Linked DNA regions of Zea mays: region 2 is linked to region 1. A link is a contact called in public Hi-C data. All regions are on one chromosome and are shown on one strand. The core of a region is the stretch at or near the end of the contact, and the rest is flanking DNA. Distances in the headings are between cores, read along the strand shown.

Region 1 (4,148 bases), core at 261-2,760:
AGCTTCTTCACTTCCTTCCGAAGAGCGTAGTCGAGCATCCACTCCTCAGCGGCTCTGGGATCGCCCACCGACTGATGCTTGAGATCGACCTTCTCTGACGGAAGGAAATTCGGAAGCCTGGGTTTGAAAGGACGCATTCGCTTGACACCCTGTTCAGATGTTCTCCTCCTCCTGGCAATGCTCGACCCGTTCTGCTGCTGAGAGGATGCTGCTGCATAGGCACAGGCAGAGCTAACATCTTCAAAGCTTATCCCACTGAGCGAGCTGGAAACGCTATCGACCGACGATTCCTTTGGAGCACCACCACCCACGCCACCTGCAAAATCGCCATATGGTTCGTCATGCATCAAGGACTGCTGCTCGATTCCAACGTGCGCACGAGCGATACGGTTCGCGGAAACATTGCTGGAAACCTCACCTTGAGGATTGTTTCCTCCGTGTTTAACGTCCAGCTCCTCGGAGATGTCAGACCTGCAGTCACCCATGTCCTCCCCTCCATGGTCCACCAAGGTCTTCTTCTCCTCAAGGCCGCGATGCTTGGTCGTCCCCGACGGCTCAAACGAGCCAGCCGAGATCACGTCGCTGGACGCGCAGGACCCGTCCACGGAAGCAGCGCCCGAACCCTCCGCGTCGCCACCGCAGCAGCCCAGGGGACCGAACACGACGTGCTCCGTCCGCCCCACTTCGTCGGACGAGAGATCGCTGCTGGTCACGTCCGAGCCGGCGCGTATCTCGACGAAGTAGCCGCTTCCGTGACCGGCGGCGGCGTTGCGGAACGGCGAGGCGCCCTTGAGCTTCATGCGCTGCTGCGTCTTGATGAGCCGCCTCCGCGCCGCCACGAAGGCGCCCAGGGGCGGCACGGGTGCTGCCGCGTGGGCGTGGCCCTTGAAGGAGCAGTACGCGTAGGGGCAGGCGTCCGCCGACCCGGCGGCCCCGGGCCCCTTCATGGCGGAGGAGCACGTGGCCCTGCACGCGCGCAGCGCCGCAGCCGTCAGCACCGCCTTCTCTCTCCCTGGCTGAGGATGCGGCGCGGCGGCGGCGCTGGACCTGGCGCCGGAGCAGGTCGTCGCCCTCATGTAGTTGGGGGCCGGCGGCGCCGGGGCCATGCCGCCAGAGCGACCCCTGCTTCCCGGACCCCCGGCCGGCACGGCGCTGGGGTCTTTGGGCTTCTTGCGCGCTGGCTTCCTCAGCACCATGGCGCGGGGACTTATTGGTTTCTTGGAGCGGTCCGGGACTCCGGGTTGCTTATCCGAGCGGCGACCGAGGGAAGGGAGGCAGGCAAGGCAAGGCCAAAGAAAGGGAAGGTTTCGCTGAACTCCTGGACGGGCAAGGGTTGGGGCGACGCGAACAAGGAAGGTCAGGTGGTGGTGATCGTTGCGAGATTCGGGTTCCTTTGGATTCGGAAGGGGGCGGCGGCGGCGAGGGCGGCGTGGCTGGACGCTTTCAAGAATCGTCCAAGAAGCGTTCGGACTTCGGAGGGGAGCTGGATTTTGAATGCGTTCGTCGTATCTTCTGTGGCGCAGGGACCCTGTGCACCGGGTCATGTGGCGTCCCTCATCCGTTATCATATTCGAAGGTCCAAAAGAACTTCGCAGCCAGGAATTCCGGTTAAATCCAACAGACTTTACAGAAATCAATTTAGTTTTATAGAAAAACCACAAATTTTTTTTAAAAAAAATCGTCACGCTCCAATGATTGATAATTGGATGGTTAAAAGAACATTTAAGCGGGCTCTTATCTCTTGGGAGAGGAGATGACTAGCAAACAATTGCATCATACATATGCATAGCATTGCCGTCCTGCACGAAACAAAAAAAGAAATCCAGAGGGTAAATGGCAGGTTGGCGACAAGAACAACGAACAAATGCAAGCGTTGGATAGTAGTAATACAGTACAGCTGCCTCAGGCTTGGCCATATGGACACGGGACGAGTGTAGAGCGCGTAGTGTTCATCCCGACGGAGCAACAGAGAACGCAAAGCAAGTGTTGCTTTGTACATTACAATTCTGATATAGCAAGTCAAACAACTTTGAATATGATTGTTTTATATAAATTTACTGAACTGGTCTTAAAGTTCATAAAGCTAAGCTAGTTTTTTGTGAAGCTGAGCAGTGTCAAACATATTGTTAGTTAAATTTCAGATGCTTTGGCTAAGTCTAAAACAAAATTACATTATTTACCAGACGGGAGTAGTACATTATTAAAGGGAAGTAGAAACAATAGAAGTTCATGGCCCAACCATGAACAAGAAGGCCCAAATATGTTATGGGCCATCTCAATAGGTGGTAGGCTCGGCCCGAAGCAACTTAAGCCAGCTGCAACTGATGACTGAAGAAAGGCATACATAATAATATCACTGATAACACAAGTCATTCTCTTGGAGAAGAAGAAGCAAGAAAGATATATGCATGCTGACAGCTCTTTGTCGTCGAGACATTAATTTGTATGGCCAAGCTAACATAGCTAGCTACTCCAGAAAGGAGAAAGCAGATAAAATTATGATGTTAAGCTCATCTGCCATTTCGCCAGCCCGTTCGTGCACCGTGCTGAGGCCGCCCTGCGCATCAAGGGAGTGCCCTACGAGTTCATCCAAGAAGACCTGCTGGAGAACAACCCCATCCACAAGAAGGTGCCGGTGCTGCTGCACGGCGACCGCGCCGTCTGCGAGTCCCTCGTCATCGTGAAGTACGTCGCCCCTCCTCCCCAGCGACCCCGCCGGCCGCGCTGCCGCTCGTTTCTGGGCTCAATACCAAGGTACATATGCTTCATCGTTACTGCAGTCCTGTTCAGTATGCATTTGCATGCGTTATCTGAATTACTGATGAACGCGCGCAGTGCCGGCCGGAGGCCGTTAGTTCTGTCTTTCTTGACGGAGGGCGAGCTGCGGGAGGGGTTCCTCCAGGAGACGAAGAAGAACCTGGCGCTCCTGGAGGCGCAGCTTGACGGCAAGAGGTTCTTTGGTGGCGACTCCGTCGGCTACCTGGACATAGCACTCAGTGGACTGTCTCGTTGGATAGCTGTGTTCGAAGAGATGACCGGCATGAGCTTGGTGGGCGACGAGGACGATGACTTCCCTGCTCTGCGCCGCTGGGCCAAGGAGTACACTTCAAACAAAGCTGTGAAGCAGTGCCTACCGAGCATGGAGGATCTCAAAGCACACTTCTGTGCAAAGACGGGTACTAGAAGTTCCCACATCAATTTTTGACACATACATATTTTATTCTCGTCTTCTCTTCAACGTCTAAAAGAGCCAATAAAATCGACAGTGCAAAACTTCTGCCTATTACGCTTCAAAGAAGTGTCCAAATTTATGGCAGCTTTTCAATGGTGTATCCAACCACAGGCTTTCTTAGCAACACAACAAAAATTCTCGAATTCTTCCATAAGTATATGTATTTCATGAGCTTCTATAGCCATGAAACTGATTCATGATATACGACTCACTACCAAACTCATATTTAGGTTCTAGCGCGTCCCACATTTTCTTGCCAAAGGACATCGTCACATATACACCAACGAAGGATCTCCTAGCATGCCCAGCTATTACCCCCTTGACTATAATATCAGCATCCCGGAACAATCGATCGTCTTTAGCAGAGTGAGATCCAAATGCCCTTGGTTTGGCAATAAAGTAGCAGTGCAAATTATACATCTTTGGCGCCACCGTTTATAGTGAGTTCTCTAAAAGCGTTTGATTTTAACATGCTTGAAAAGCCATGAACCGAAAAAGACCTATCACGGTTTTGAATTGTTGGAAAATTAGGCCTTTTCAAATATATTTTAATCCAAAAAGCGATATACATAGGTTGGTGACATTGCATGGTGAGCTTGGTTTACTGAACCTAGATGCCCTAGTATGGATCATGGAATATTAGTTGAATTAAATGGGCTAGCCCATTTAAATCCAAGAGTAGGCAACATCGAAGTCATTGTTCTATTCGTTTCTTTAGGGTGTGTTTGGTTCAGCTTTTTGAACTAGATTCGTAGTTAAAAAACTAGAATATCAACCAAACGGGTAAACATCAAAATAGATTTATGAAAATCTACATATTTCTCTAGTTCAATTCGGATTCACCTCTTACTCCAGATTTTTCAGATTTATGTCATCCATGTTACAAATTGTCATGCTTTTATAGAATCTACAGTTG
Region 2 (4,588 bases), core at 987-3,486, 310 kb after region 1:
CCTCCGAGTCGTAATCCTTGTCTCCCTTCTTTGGTACCTGCACTCCATACTCAACAATATCCCATATGCTTTTGTGGAGTGAGGTTAGGTGATGCCTCATTTTATCACTCCACATAAAATAATCTTCACCTTCAAACATAGGTGGTTTGCCTAATGGAACGGAGAGTAATGGAGTGCATCTAGAAATGCGAGGATAGCGAAGGGGCATCTTACTATACTTCTTGCGCTCATGGCGCTTTGAAGTGGTGGAGGCCGATTCCGAGCCAGAGGTGGAGGGTGACGAAGAGTCGGTCTCGTAGTAGACCACCTTTCTCATTTTCTTCTTCTTGTCACCCATCCGATGGGACTTGATGGAGGAAGAGGATTCCTCCTTGTGCTTGTGGGCGGACTCCCTTGAGTGTGTTCTTCCCAAGCTTGCGGACTTGTCGCCGGTCCCGAGATCCCTCTTGGCGGATGCTCCCGACATCACTTCGAGCGGTTAGGCTCTAATGAAGCACTGGGCTCTGATACCAATTGAAAGTCGCCTAGAGGGGGGTGAATAGGGCGAATCTGAAATTTATAAACTTAAGCACAATTACAAGCCGGATTAGCGTTAGGAATAAGAATAAGTCCGAGAGAGAGGGTGCAAAAACAAATCGTGAGCAAATAAAGAGCGAGACACGATGATTTGTTTTACCGAGGTTCGGTTCTTGCAAACCTACTCCCCGTTGAGGTGGTCACAAAGACCGGGTCTCTTTCAACCCTTTCCCTCTCTCAAACGGTCACTTAGACCGAGTGAGCTTCTCTTCTCAATCAAACGGAACACAAAGTTCCTGCAAGGACCACCACACAATTGGTGTCTCTTGCCTTGGTTACAATTGAGTTTGATCACAAGAAGAATGAGAAAGAAAAGAAGCGATCCAAGCGCAAGAGCTCAAATGAACATAAATGTCGCTCTCTCTAGTCACTATTTGATTTGGAGTGATTCCGGACTTGGGAGAGGATTTGATCTCTTTGGAGTGTCTAGAATTGAATGCTATAGCTCTTGTAATGTGTTGAAGGTGGGAAACTTGGATGCCATTGAATGTGGGGTGGTTGGGGTATTTATAGCCCCAACCACCAAAATATGGTCGTTGGTAGATTGCTGTTGCATGGCGCACCGGACAATCCGGTGCGCTACCGGACACTGTCCAGTGCGCTAGCCACGTCAGCAGACCGTTGGGGTTCGACCGTTGGAGCTCTGACTTGTGGGGCCTCTGGGCTGTCCGGTGGTGCACCAGACAGGTCCTGTAGACTGTCCGGTGCGCCAACTGCGCGTGCTCTGACTCTGGCGCGCATTGTAGCGCATTGAATGCGGTTGCAGTCGGCCGTTGCGCGCGAAGTAGCCGTTGCTCCGCTGGTACACCAGACAGTCCGATGAATTATAGCGGAGCACCCTCTGATTTTCCCGAAGGTAGCGAGTTCAGCGTCGGGTGCCCTGGTGCACCGGACACTGTCCGGTGGCACACCAGACAGTCCGGTGCGCCAGACCAGGGTGCCTTTTGGGATGTCTTTTGCTCTCTTTGTTTGACCCCTTTCTTGGTCTTTTTATTGGCTTATTGTGAACCTTTGGCACCTGTAGAACTTATAGACTAGAGCAAACTAGTTAGTCCAACTATTTGTGTTGGGCATTTCAACCACAAAAAACAATTAGGAAAAAGGTGTAAGCCTAATTCCCTTTCAGTGACGATCGTGTCGTTTGTCTTCTTCTCAACGATCTCAGCATCGGGGGCCTTAGCCTTGCCATTGATATGCCCCTCGTAGCGAGCACCGTGGATCGCGACGAGGACCTGTACTCTCCATGACACATGGTTGTTTTTGATAGCTTCTCGGTCACTTGGAAACCGAAGAAGGGATTGGTGATGGTGCTTGAACTCGTTGCCATAGAACCCTAAGCTCTGATACCACATGAGAGATTCAGAGGCGCTTGGAAGGAGAGAAACGCCATAACAGGCGTGTTGCGTGTTGATTTGTTTGATGGCTGGAAAAGCCCTAGCCGCAGCTTACATATAGGGGAGGTGTAGCACCTAGATGAATGGCCAGGAGATAATTAAGGAGATAAAATAGTAACAACTTATCTCTTTCCTTTACTACACTAACTACCATATCTCCTGGCCTCTTCTATCTTTGGTGTACACGTTTACATATACAAAACTGTCACAATATACATACTTTGTGTTCTAACAATCATTACCGAGGATGCCAAGCGCGCCAAGCTGATGAATGACCTCCCCGTGCTACCCATCGTCGAGTGGGACGGAAACCCATCGACCAGCAAGACGATGGCCTGGAAGATGGAGAGCTGTTGCGCCCACTCGTCGTAGCCATGGGCACACCGACCACCAGGGAGTTGGTGAGCATGGACAGCGAGAAGCCGACGACATATTCGACCCAGCTGCTGGCAGCCGTAGGCGATCACACCGACGATGATGGCCATGTTTGGTGAAATAAGCTTGCATGACGGAGATGTGTGGAGAAGAAAGGAGACAGGGGCACGATAGGAAGAACACATCCACAAACGACGATTAGAAAAAGTGATGTCAAATCTTCAAACCGTGTGTGATTGTAATGCCAATATGGCAATTGAAACTCGACGAAGGTGATGCCAAATATGAAAAAAAAAATCTCCTCGAAAAATGACTCCCTAGCATTTTGGGCTGGCTGGCTCCCCCTCCCTCCCTGGGATTTCTCCTTGCGTGCCTCCCTCGCTAGGGTTTAGGGTTCTACAGCCAGATAGCCACCATGCATCACCACTTCCTCTCGCGCCTCCTCACCCACCGTCTCCTCCTCCCCGCCGCCACCTCTCCCTACGCCGCGACGCTCTCCACGCCCCCCAGGCGCGCTTACGCCCGCCGCGCCAAGCCGCCACCAGCGGGGGACTCCGGAGACCACGCTGCCGCCTCCTCCCCTGTAGCACCGCCGCCGCCGCCGGACTCGGAGGCGAAGGCTGCGTTTCAGAGAGAGAAGCTGTCGGGCGAGCTGCCGCGGCCGCCCACTGTCCCGTTCCAGCCGCGTGTCGCTAACGCCGTGCACCTCGTCGGCACCATCTGCGCGCCCGTGCACATGCAGAGGCTGCCCGACGGCAGATTCTCCGCGGTCTCCGTGCTCGTGCACGACCGTGGCATCAACTCACCCAAGTTCTGGTGAGTGGGTTGTTTGCTTTCCCTTGTTGCCCTTTTCTCTATTACATACACCCAGTAATGACTTTGTACGATACCGTAGTGATTGCAATTGGGATGAAGGTTTAAACTTTAGGATATTATGATAATTATAGTGTGACTTTGGAATCGGGATTGCTCCCAAATCTTTCAGTTTTTTTTTTTGTTCTCTATTGCATCGAAATGACTAACTAAATCCGTTGTTGCCTTGTTATCTGTACATATAACTGTGAACCAAATTTTGGACCTGCTTGGCTGCCATATATCGTTATTCTGAAAACCCAGAAGTTCCTTTGCCTTTATTTATCCATATTTTATAACCATTGTTTCAACATGGTATGCTAATGTCCAACACAAGCATTTGTAGTCTAAGACATACTAAGGACCACCAGAAGTATCTTTTGTTGTTTCTGGAACACTTTTACTAATTTTATTTTTTGACATGTCTGCTGTTGCCATTTGTTTCCCATTTTTCTCGCCCGTACGAATATTCTGATGTCCCAATTTTTTTTACATTCAGGGTTCCCATAGTTTTCAAAGATAACTGGGCACAAATAGCTGCTTCCCACTTGAAAGAAAATGATCTTGTTTATGTGTCTGGGAAATTAACATGTGATGGTCCACCATTCAAGCTTGCTGATGGCGAAGCAAACATTCAGGCATGTAGCTATTGCTCATATTTATTTCTGCTGTTCTGTTCTTTGTTAATTTCATTGGGTAGGCAAATGTCTCACGCGTTCAGTGCAAATATAGTTTGTGCTTCGTTTAATATTTGGCACCCATTTTGTTTTGGAAAAAAGTCCAAAATGTCCCTTGACTTTGACCTCTGTATAACCCCCTAAACTAGCCTTTTCGTTCGATTTACTCCCCCAACTATTTCAATTGAATTGTTCCTTTCTACCCCTTAGTAAGATTTGTCTTTTTGTTTTCTCCATGTACTAGTTAAGTTTTATGTTATTTTTTTGAGAAGACAGTGGACACCATAAGTTGTTTCAAAAAGTTCAATAATGTTCTTTAATTAATTTATCTCTAGAGTTAATTTGTTTTTCTATGTCCTAACCCATCAAAATATTGATGAAAATTCATAATATATTTTTAACATAATTTATGATGTTTACTACCATACCACAAAATTTTAACTTAAAACTCAGCTTGTACATTGAGAAACAAAAAAAAAAAACTTACAAATCATATTAATGGGTAAGTTTACCAACTTAAACAGGGAAGTAAATCGAACAAAAAATTAGTCTATTGCGTTATTTGAAACCCCATGGTCTGTGGGTGGGGGTGTAATTTGGACCTTTTCCTTTGCTTTTGCACTTCGCAATAAAAAGTTCTGAACAATTTTTACTCTTACTCTTCCCACAAATTTATGTAGTAGCAGTCCATCTTATAATTCTTATTTTAAATAA

The links. Hi-C and Micro-C count contacts between places; a contact is called where the count stands out from the background.
Region 2: a contact with region 1 is called in a Hi-C map of tassel, with 3 times the contacts expected there. The contact joins the promoter of LOC100278261 here to the promoter of LOC103636296 in region 1. A contact is called at or near these places in 3 of 25 Hi-C or Micro-C datasets (ear, leaf and tassel).

The regions. Positions count from the first base shown.
Region 1 is chr8:164,800,810-164,804,957 of Zm-B73-REFERENCE-NAM-5.0, forward strand. LOC103636296 (calmodulin binding protein PICBP) reads right to left here and starts at 1,511. Exons shown (of 3, transcript XM_008658652.3): 1 at 419-1,511; 2 at 1-316. The coding sequence starts at 1,196. It also overlaps the pseudogene LOC103637457.
Region 2 is chr8:165,107,547-165,112,134 of Zm-B73-REFERENCE-NAM-5.0, forward strand. It overlaps LOC100278261 (Protein OSB2 chloroplastic), which reads left to right and starts at 2,237. Exons shown (of 8, transcript NM_001361312.1): 1 at 2,237-3,161; 2 at 3,697-3,835. The coding sequence starts at 2,761.